Regions from separate parts of the Arabidopsis thaliana genome. Here region 2 is linked to region 1. A link is a contact called in public targeted proximity ligation data. All regions are on one chromosome and are shown on one strand. The core of a region is the stretch at or near the end of the contact, and the rest is flanking DNA. Distances in the headings are between cores, read along the strand shown. Region 1 holds the start of AT4G26860 (Putative pyridoxal phosphate-dependent enzyme, YBL036C type). Region 2 holds the start of AT4G26960.

The links.
Region 2: a targeted proximity ligation map of shoot shows a contact between it and region 1, with 16 read pairs. A contact is called at or near these places in 6 of 26 Hi-C or Micro-C datasets (callus, cotyledon, leaf and 3 more), 1 of 2 datasets of targeted methods (shoot) and 1 of 3 other capture datasets (root).

The regions. Positions count from the first base shown.
Region 1 is chr4:13,502,792-13,507,422 of TAIR10.1, forward strand. It overlaps AT4G26860 (Putative pyridoxal phosphate-dependent enzyme, YBL036C type), which reads right to left and starts at 2,085. Exons shown (of 7, transcript NM_118820.7): 1 at 1,681-2,085; 2 at 1,435-1,501; 3 at 1,310-1,356; 4 at 1,118-1,205; 5 at 910-1,043; 6 at 710-808; 7 at 262-577. The coding sequence starts at 1,902. The coding sequence ends at 500. It overlaps AT4G26870 (Class II aminoacyl-tRNA and biotin synthetases superfamily protein), which reads left to right and starts at 2,500. Exons shown (of 9, transcript NM_118821.6): 1 at 2,500-3,069; 2 at 3,137-3,247; 3 at 3,320-3,433; 4 at 3,545-3,835; 5 at 3,909-4,019; 6 at 4,099-4,152; 7 at 4,228-4,423; 8 at 4,510-4,624. The coding sequence starts at 2,590.
Region 2 is chr4:13,537,227-13,541,244 of TAIR10.1, forward strand. It overlaps AT4G26960, which reads right to left and starts at 2,427. Exons shown (of 2, transcript NM_118830.3): 1 at 2,366-2,427; 2 at 1,443-2,105. The coding sequence starts at 2,427. The coding sequence ends at 1,697. It overlaps AT4G26965 (NADH:ubiquinone oxidoreductase, 17.2kDa subunit), which reads left to right and starts at 2,279. Exons shown (of 9, transcript NM_179124.2): 1 at 2,279-2,602; 2 at 2,992-3,048; 3 at 3,199-3,251; 4 at 3,378-3,429; 5 at 3,711-3,773; 6 at 3,850-3,909. The coding sequence starts at 2,491.

The DNA of each region.
Region 1 (4,631 bases), core at 835-3,334:
GTACGTCCCTCCTTCCATCACCGTTTGTTTTATTTATTGTTTCTTTTCTTTTTTTACTTTAAACAACCATTTATCATGTTTTAAGACCTCGACATGTAATTCGAATTAGTATTGCATTAAGATTTAAAGAGTTACGGCGGTGGATCGGTGGTAGTCAGTGCAAGTAACGGATCATAATTGCGGTTGACCAAGCCTCTTTCACTGGCCTCTTTGTAACCATGAAAGCTGAGATGCTATTGGTACACCACTAAGTCCCAAATTCCCAATAATCGTGCGTCAGTAAACATCAATTTCGAGAGGACAAGTATCAAAATGCGATATCTGCTGTTACAAATATTCAACTCAGTTACAAAGCCCTTAACAATGTATTGATTTCTAATTTTCTATAAAGTAACTTTGTGAATACACCTAAGTTTATCAATGAAGAATAAAATTGTTTAAAATAATCGACAAAATAACATTATACATGAATTTTACAACAAGTGTTTGAGCATAGTAGCTAAGTTGTTTTCTTGGGGTACTCTCTTGGTCCGAAAATGGTGGAACCAACCCTCACATTGGTGCTTCCCATCTCAATCTGCAGAAACATAGTCAAAGATCATCTTCCACATATATGTGGTTCCTCGGATGAAAGAAAGAACACATTCAAATGATTTTCGATATTGAGTTGATTGCATTTTCGATATTAGAAGAGAGACAAAGATATTACCGCTAGCTCGAAGTCACCAGACATGCCCATGGACAGTTCAAATTGATCCTCAGCCATTCCAAGTGCCTTGCATACATCAGCTCTACAGTTTGAAAGTGTCTGTCCCGGTTTATGGGGAAAAGAATAAACCTTGGTAAGTAAAACTTGTAGGAATAACCCGAGAACACGTAAAACAAGTATCCAATCAAGTAGTAGAATACCCTGAAGTTCTCTGGGGTAGACGTATAATCAGGCATCCCAATAGTCATTAATCCGGAGAATACCAGATTTGGACAGTGATGTTTCACATGTCTTGCTAGCTCTACAACGCTAGAAGGTTCGATTCCAGATTTAGCTGCATCCATAATCAATCAGTCAGCCAACTGAAGAGGCTGGACAAGGAAATCAGCATAGAGGTAAAATACTCACAAACTTCTCCGCTTGTGTTCACTTGGACCAAAACCTTTAGTGGATGTCTCCCAAGATTTGAAACAGCTCGATCTAGATGATTTGCTACCTGTGAAATCAATCCCAAGTGATTGTATAACCAAAATAACCTCCTAGTAAAGTGAATTGTGCAAGTTAAACGCCACAACAACCTCTAATCGCTAGTTATAATACCTTTTCTCCATCCACACCATGAACCATTGCCAAATTTGGGACTCCAGCTGCAAACATTGGATTAAACGACTTTCACTTTCACTAAACCCCTAATTCAATATTAAAGATGGGGATAAAAGTCAGACTCAATAGCGTTTTGGCTTTGTTGCTCTGTAAATGCCCCACGAAATGCCACTCTATATCTTCCGGAAGCTGTATATCAATCAAACAAAGTGAAGGAGAAGCTCCATTAGCATCATCAAAAGCACAAAATATATCACATTCCCAGAAAATGGAGAGACACATAGTAGTTAGTGATTGAAGGATAAACATTCGGATTTTGAAATGAAATCGATTATCTAGTGAAGATAACAAGGATTGGAGAGAGGAACCTGTGGAGCTTTATCGATGATTTCTTGAACGTAATTCTCGCCGAAGCAACGGTGACCTGCGTCGTAGATTTGGCGGATAAGTGAGACGGGTTTAGTCTTGGAGACTGGAAGGACCCTGACCCGCTCGGGATCTCTTCCTACTTGCTCCGCCGCCTTACGAGCTCTAAGAATCACAGAGCGGAGAGCACTTGCGACGGTTGCCTCCACCGCAGGAGCTGCCATCGCCAATCGCCACTAACGCCTGTCGTCAATTTGGGCTTCTTCGGGAGTAATGTTTTTGTCACGTAAATTAGTTTATGGCCTTTAATTGGATAATTCACGGTCCACACGTTCAATACTAATTGCGATTATTTATCTCTTCACTTTTAATCAAAATTTCCAAGGCAGAGACACATGTAAGGGTTGATGTATATAGTCATCAATTCACGAGATTATTGGAATCTTTATTGCATAAACAATATCAAAATTGTGTTTTTATATATACCCTTTCAAAACGTTATGGGATTCAAAATTACACCCACACCCACCACTTATTGATTGGACATAACATCATTCAATGTAAAATTACACCCACCTCTTATTCATGTTTTAATTTTCACTTCTGTATATATTTTTCGAATTTCATGTATTCTGTTTGTACTTTTTTGGGTCTTATGTTAAGCCCATTTGTGGGTTTGTAAAAGTCTTTGACAATATCCAATAAATCAGTGAAAAAAAAAAGAAAAAAAAAATTATTATCACTGTAAACTTCAAATCAATTCAACTTGTGCTTTACATGGGTCTTCGCTGGACCAATATGTTTTGTGGGCCTTTCAAGCCCAACAATAGTTATCTACCCTAGCTCAAAAAGAGTTATCTTATTCTCATTCTCTCTCTCTCTGCCGCAGCTATCAATTTACTGGAGAAGAGATGGTGGGATCAGAGGTTTTGGAGGAATGTGGAGAAAAAATAAGCAAGAAAGAGTCAAAGAAGCGAGCCGCTAAACTGGAGAAGTTGCTCCGTAAACAGGAACGAGAAGAAGCCACATCATCATCTCTTTCTCTGGAGGAGGAGGATGAATCGTGTTCCAGCAACTACGGTGACGTGACTACTAACGAGTTGCAGTCGGCTGTTGAGGGAAAAGAGCTCACTGATGTGAGCAACTTGGTTGAAGAGATTGTGGGGTCAGAGGTTTCGATCAGAGGTCGACTGCACAAGAATCGCTTAGTCGGTACCAAATTGTTTGTGATCTTGAGGGAAAGTGGATTCACGGTTCAATGCGTGGTGGAGGAGACCAGAGTTGGTGCAAACATGATTAAATTTGTCAAGCAGCTGAGTCGTGAATCTGTTGTTGAGCTTATCGGTGTCGTCTCTCACCCTAAGAAGCCTCTCACAGGAACCACCCAGCAGGTTTCCTTTTTTTCTTTGATTGATTCGAATAGCGACATACATGAACTCATCGATAATGTTGTTGCAGGTTGAAATACATGTCAGAAAAATGTACTGCCTCAGCAGATCCTTGCCAAATTTACCACTTGTTGTGGAGGATGCTGCTCGTAGTGAATCAGATATTGAAAAATCTGGCAAGGTAGAATAATGTTTTAAGATTTGGAGCTGCTTATGATTATTTATATATTCCTTCATAAGAGAGCTGCTGCAGGATGGCAAACAAGCTGCTCGTGTCCTTCAGGACACACGTTTGAATAATAGGGTTCTTGACATCAGAACACCGGCTAATCAAGCCATCTTCCGTATTCAGTGCCAAGTCCAAATTGTAAGCTCTGATTTGATATGCAACATGGAGGATTATAGCTAGTTAGTGTCAACTAGGATATGATTTGTCATTATCCTAATAGTTCATTGCATGATTTAATTGTTTGTGTAGGCGTTCAGAGAATACTTACAATCCAAGGGGTTTCTTGAAATCCACACACCGAAATTGATCGCTGGCAGTAGTGAAGGAGGTTCTGCTGTGTTTAGGTTGGACTACAAAGGGCAGCCTGCTTGTCTGGCTCAGTCTCCTCAGCTTCATAAGCAGATGGCGATATGTGGTGACATGCGACGCGTCTTTGAGGTTGGTCCTGTTTTCAGAGCTGAAGACTCCTTCACTCATAGACACCTGTGTGAATTCGTTGGTCTTGATGTGGAGATGGAGATTCGAATGCACTACTCTGAGGTATGTATGATTGTGCTACTGTTAAGATATTAATAATATTTCATCTCTTCACTAGTGCTTATAATTGGTGCAGATAATGGATCTTGTGGGGGAGTTGTTTCCGTTCATATTCACAAAAATAGAAGAAAGGTGCCCAAAGGAACTTGAATCTGTCAGAAAGCAATACCCTTTTCAATCTTTGAAGGTAATCTATCTTTTGGATTCTTAGGAAAAAACTGAGTTTCTTTTGTGTTGGATACTGATGATTGGCACTAAACTTGTAGTTTCTTCCGCAAACATTGAGGCTAACCTTTGCAGAAGGGATTCAAATGCTTAAGGTATGACAGGATTTTTTTTGCATCCAACTTGATGAGTTAGACTATGAATAAATAATAGTTGGGTCATCTTGACAGGAAGCTGGCGAGGAGGTTGATCCTCTTGGTGATCTAAATACAGAATCTGAGAGGAAACTTGGCCAGCTTGTTCTGGAAAAGTACAAGACGGAGTTCTACATGCTGCATCGCTATCCATCGGCTGTCAGACCGTTCTACACTATGCCCTATGAAAATGATTCTAACTACAGCAACTCTTTCGATGTCTTCATCAGAGGTGCGTGCATCTATGAGTTTGTCACCCAATTATGTTACTTCTACACTTGATTTAATAATACTAAATTTGAGCTTTCTGTCTTATAGGAGAGGAGATCATGTCAGGAGCTCAACGTATCCATGACCCAGAACTCTTGGAGAAGCGCGCAAGAGAATGCGGCATTGATGTCAAGACAATATCCACGTACATTGATGCATTCAGGTAACCA
Region 2 (4,018 bases), core at 1,177-3,676, 35 kb after region 1:
AAAATTTATATTACTAATATAGATTTTAAATTTATCATATAAAGTATATGATTTCAAGTTTTGTGCTTTTAATTTAAATAAAAGAACGGTTTAAATGATGATAAATATAGTTTTTTTTCCTGTATCTGTATATGATTTTTTATGTGAATATTTTAATTATTATAAATTAGTATTTTTATTGCTATGCAAAATGTTGATATAAATATTTGCTATAAATCGGATCTATGCATATTTTGTGAAGTAAAATTCACGATTTTGTTTTTAAAAGATATATGAAAAGATTGTGTAGAGATTTTTAGAAACAAATTAGGCAAGATATAGTTTGGTTAATATCTTTTTTTATTTTTTTTTAACTAAATAATAAATGCCAGTGGCAGGCATTGTAAATAAGTCCCAACTCCAGGATTTATTTCACAAAATGGCTGCAAAAATGTATATGTAGATTGTGATAGATTCATGATTAAAGTTTGGATTGACATCAACTGAAAAAGATCTGAAGAGTATTTGTACAAAAAAATAAAAAGATAGCAAAAATTGAATGTCATTGAAGTCAACACTTTTGGATTTTTTGTCACTGCATATATCAATATTAGAGAAATGATCGTGTCTTGGATGATTTGAAAATTGTTCAACTTGATTATAAATAAACTATTTATGGTTTTATTTAATCTCCAAATATAATAATCCAACAACATTGTTATAGGCTCATGATTAAATATATAGAATTGATATAAACTGAACAAGATTTCAAGAGTATTCTTTTACCACATCAAGTCTTGGTCTTGGATTTTATAATTGTTTCCTTGGATTCTTTGGGTTTGGGGGTTTTACTTTTCTGATCTCTAATCGTTTTGTTGTCGATACTTGGGGGTTTTAGAGGTTTATGTTGATTTTAGATATTGTTGTATGGGATCTATCCTTTTCCGGTAAACCGGCGCTGATCTAATAAATACACACGTCACATCTCGGTTTTTGATTTTCTGGTTTCTCCGATTTTATAATCGTCTTGATTTTCCGTTATCGTCAAAATATGGTCGTCTTATTTTAACCTTTTATACACTATGACAATTGTTCGTCGTTGTTGTTCCAATTTCTTTCAAGTTTTCATTCTCATTCTAAATTTCCCACTACATTTGTCTAGAGAAATCCAACATCGCTCACGATATTGGATATCAAATTTCAAGATTACTGACTAACCAATAAATTTGCCCACATTCATTCATCGACAGAAAACATAGTCATCATAAAGGAGATGCAACAATAAGATGTTGAGGCTATAAAAAGCATGACCCGTATAACTCGCATATGCTTCAATCCTTGAAACCAAATGAGACCCATATATCGATTTGTAATCAGAGGAATGATAGACATTATATATGAGATCAATCTTGTATCCCCTTATCAAGGGTTGATTTACTTCAAAATCAAGTCTAGATAATTAGGTTAAAGTCTGAGAAATGATCCATATAACAACAGAACATGTATAATAAACATGTAGGAGTAATCTATGATCTAAGCCAAACAGGGAATATGAATTCAATTAACAAAGTGATATCAATCTACTGATAGATGGTGAAGAAACATGAATGAGATTCTGGTATTTATAAAAGTCTGATGAGTAGTGAAGATATTTCCCCAAAGAGTATCAGTTACAAAGTAATCTACAGAAGAAGGGAAATTTCACTTTAAGCTTCATTCAATGAGCAACTAAAACATCATTATTGTTCAGTACGTTGCTGTTACCATTAATAGATTCGAGTATAGAATTTGGAGAAGGGTTCAATTTCACCATCGCAGATCTCGCAGGGCCAAGTTTCTTCCTACCGATTCGATACGGACCGTAGATCTTGCTCAAGAGATGGGGCATCTGATCCATAGTTATCGTCTGCGGCGTCGCGGCAATAGGACTCTCGGAAGATGATGAAGGCGGGTCGACTGGGTCCGAGAGAGAACGAGTCAGGGGGAAATTGGATCTAGCGTTGTTGATTCTAGCGTTACGGATCTGAGCCAGAGCCCCTGGTTTCATGTAACGATGGAAACCGTCGTTTCTTCTCACCGGCGATCTGGAGATTCCTTTCATGGTGTAGAAGAGGATTGTGAGGGACCTGAGAAAGGATGATTGGGGAAACGAAGGGGGGCTCTTTGTAAAGGAAGGAGTGGGTGTGATGGAGAGGCGGGAAAACTGGAATTGGGAATTCGAGAGGCGGGAAAATTAAAATTAAGGTTTTGTTTTGAATAAGTAAGAATACGATACGTACGTTCGATAACCAGCTAATCCTGAAACTTAAACCGGTGTATTCCAATCCCTGGTTCATTTAATTAAACCGGTGATTAATCGGGTCGGATATTCTTCCACATTAAATACCCGTTACCGGGTCGGATTCTTTTTGATCCGGACGGAGCAGACTCGATTGGGGAACAATTCATTCTTCTGGGTGTGTTGTGTTTGAGTTTTTGGATCATACGAAGAAGAAATCGGCGGGAGAAGCTATGTCGAGGCTATGGGCGAGATTTGCGGGATTGTTCAGTAGCAAGAGTTTTATCGGAGTAGACAAGACTGGTAACAAGTACTTTTCCAGAATGGAGGAGATTGACGGATTCGGCGAGTATTGTTCTTCCAACCTCTTATTTCCTTAAAAAATCTTTTTTTTTGTTTGATTTATGTTGGAATTTGGTTATTGCGTGAAATTTATGTATCTCTTAAATTTGTCAAGTTGCTGAATTTCTTTGGTTTTCTCCGTACGATTTGATGAATCAGCTGTCTTTGCATATCGCGAGTTGCAGTGAAGCAAATGGATTTAGAAAAATTAATATCGTATTGTTTTAAAGAACATTGTCTGCTTCTTTTCATACATGAAAAGATTCAGCTAAGTGTGATCATGTAAAATGAAACTAACAGAGGTTATTTAGATGATCAAAACGAATATTAAGACTCTTGTAGAATCCATTTGTAGAGTAATATATTCTGATGTGCTTCTTTCTACTATCCAGTGAAGGAGAAAAGATGGGTCAAGTTTAGACGAGAGGAGGACCCAACCTCTATTCCTGGTAACTCTTCTTTAAAACATAAAATGGGTTGTTATATACGACCATATATTCATTTACTTGAGTGATGTCAGATCTGAAATAAGCACATCTATAAGATATATGGCATGTATACACGAATCTAGTTACATTTTTGTTTGATCAATGTTGTAGTTGAATGGATTTGTTGGCTGAATGGGCAGCGAAAAAGGGCTCCTACTCCTGAGGTAAGATAAACTCCTTTTTAACCAGAATTATTTGTGGTCAGCATAGTGTTCTTACCATGGAAGTTTTTCATTGCATACAGACTGGCTATGCTTGGCCTTTGATATTGGTGTTTGTTATTGGTTCAGGAAATGATTGAACTTGAAGCAAGGCGTGAGCGTGTAAAGCTTAATGTTGCTCGTAGGTGTTTCAGCTTATAAATACATTTTCTAAACTTATATCCTTTTAAACGTCTTAAAATTATTATTTCCTTGTGTCATTGATCCTTACTGCAAACAGTTTATGACTTTGAGGACTTGATTTTATGAACTTCGAAGTTGTGAATGAACAAAGTCAAGAATTATTTCTGTTTCTGTGTTAGCAAGTCAAGAAATCCGTATGCAAATTTTCCATTTAATATGTCGCTCAAGTTCAAGGCAAAACATTTATCGTTTTTCTTTTGCCTTTATTTCCTTGTCAAGTTCTCAAGAAGGAAGAGGAGGAGAAGAAAGCCAGAGTAGGCACCGGACGCAAAATCACCATTGGTAATTAACATTAGAGCCCAGAAAATTTGTTTCATTTATGAATTGGTAGCTTAATGTTCGGTCTCCTTGTGTAAAGGTAAAGTTGATGGTCCAGATTTGACAAGCTTTGTTCGCCAATTTCCACCAGATTCAAAAGGTATTACATTTTCTCTGCCAATAGATTAATTGAGTCACCATAGATGCTGATGACTAACTTCTTAGGAATCCCTTGTGTAAATTTGATAGAGATTATGATGGATATGCGT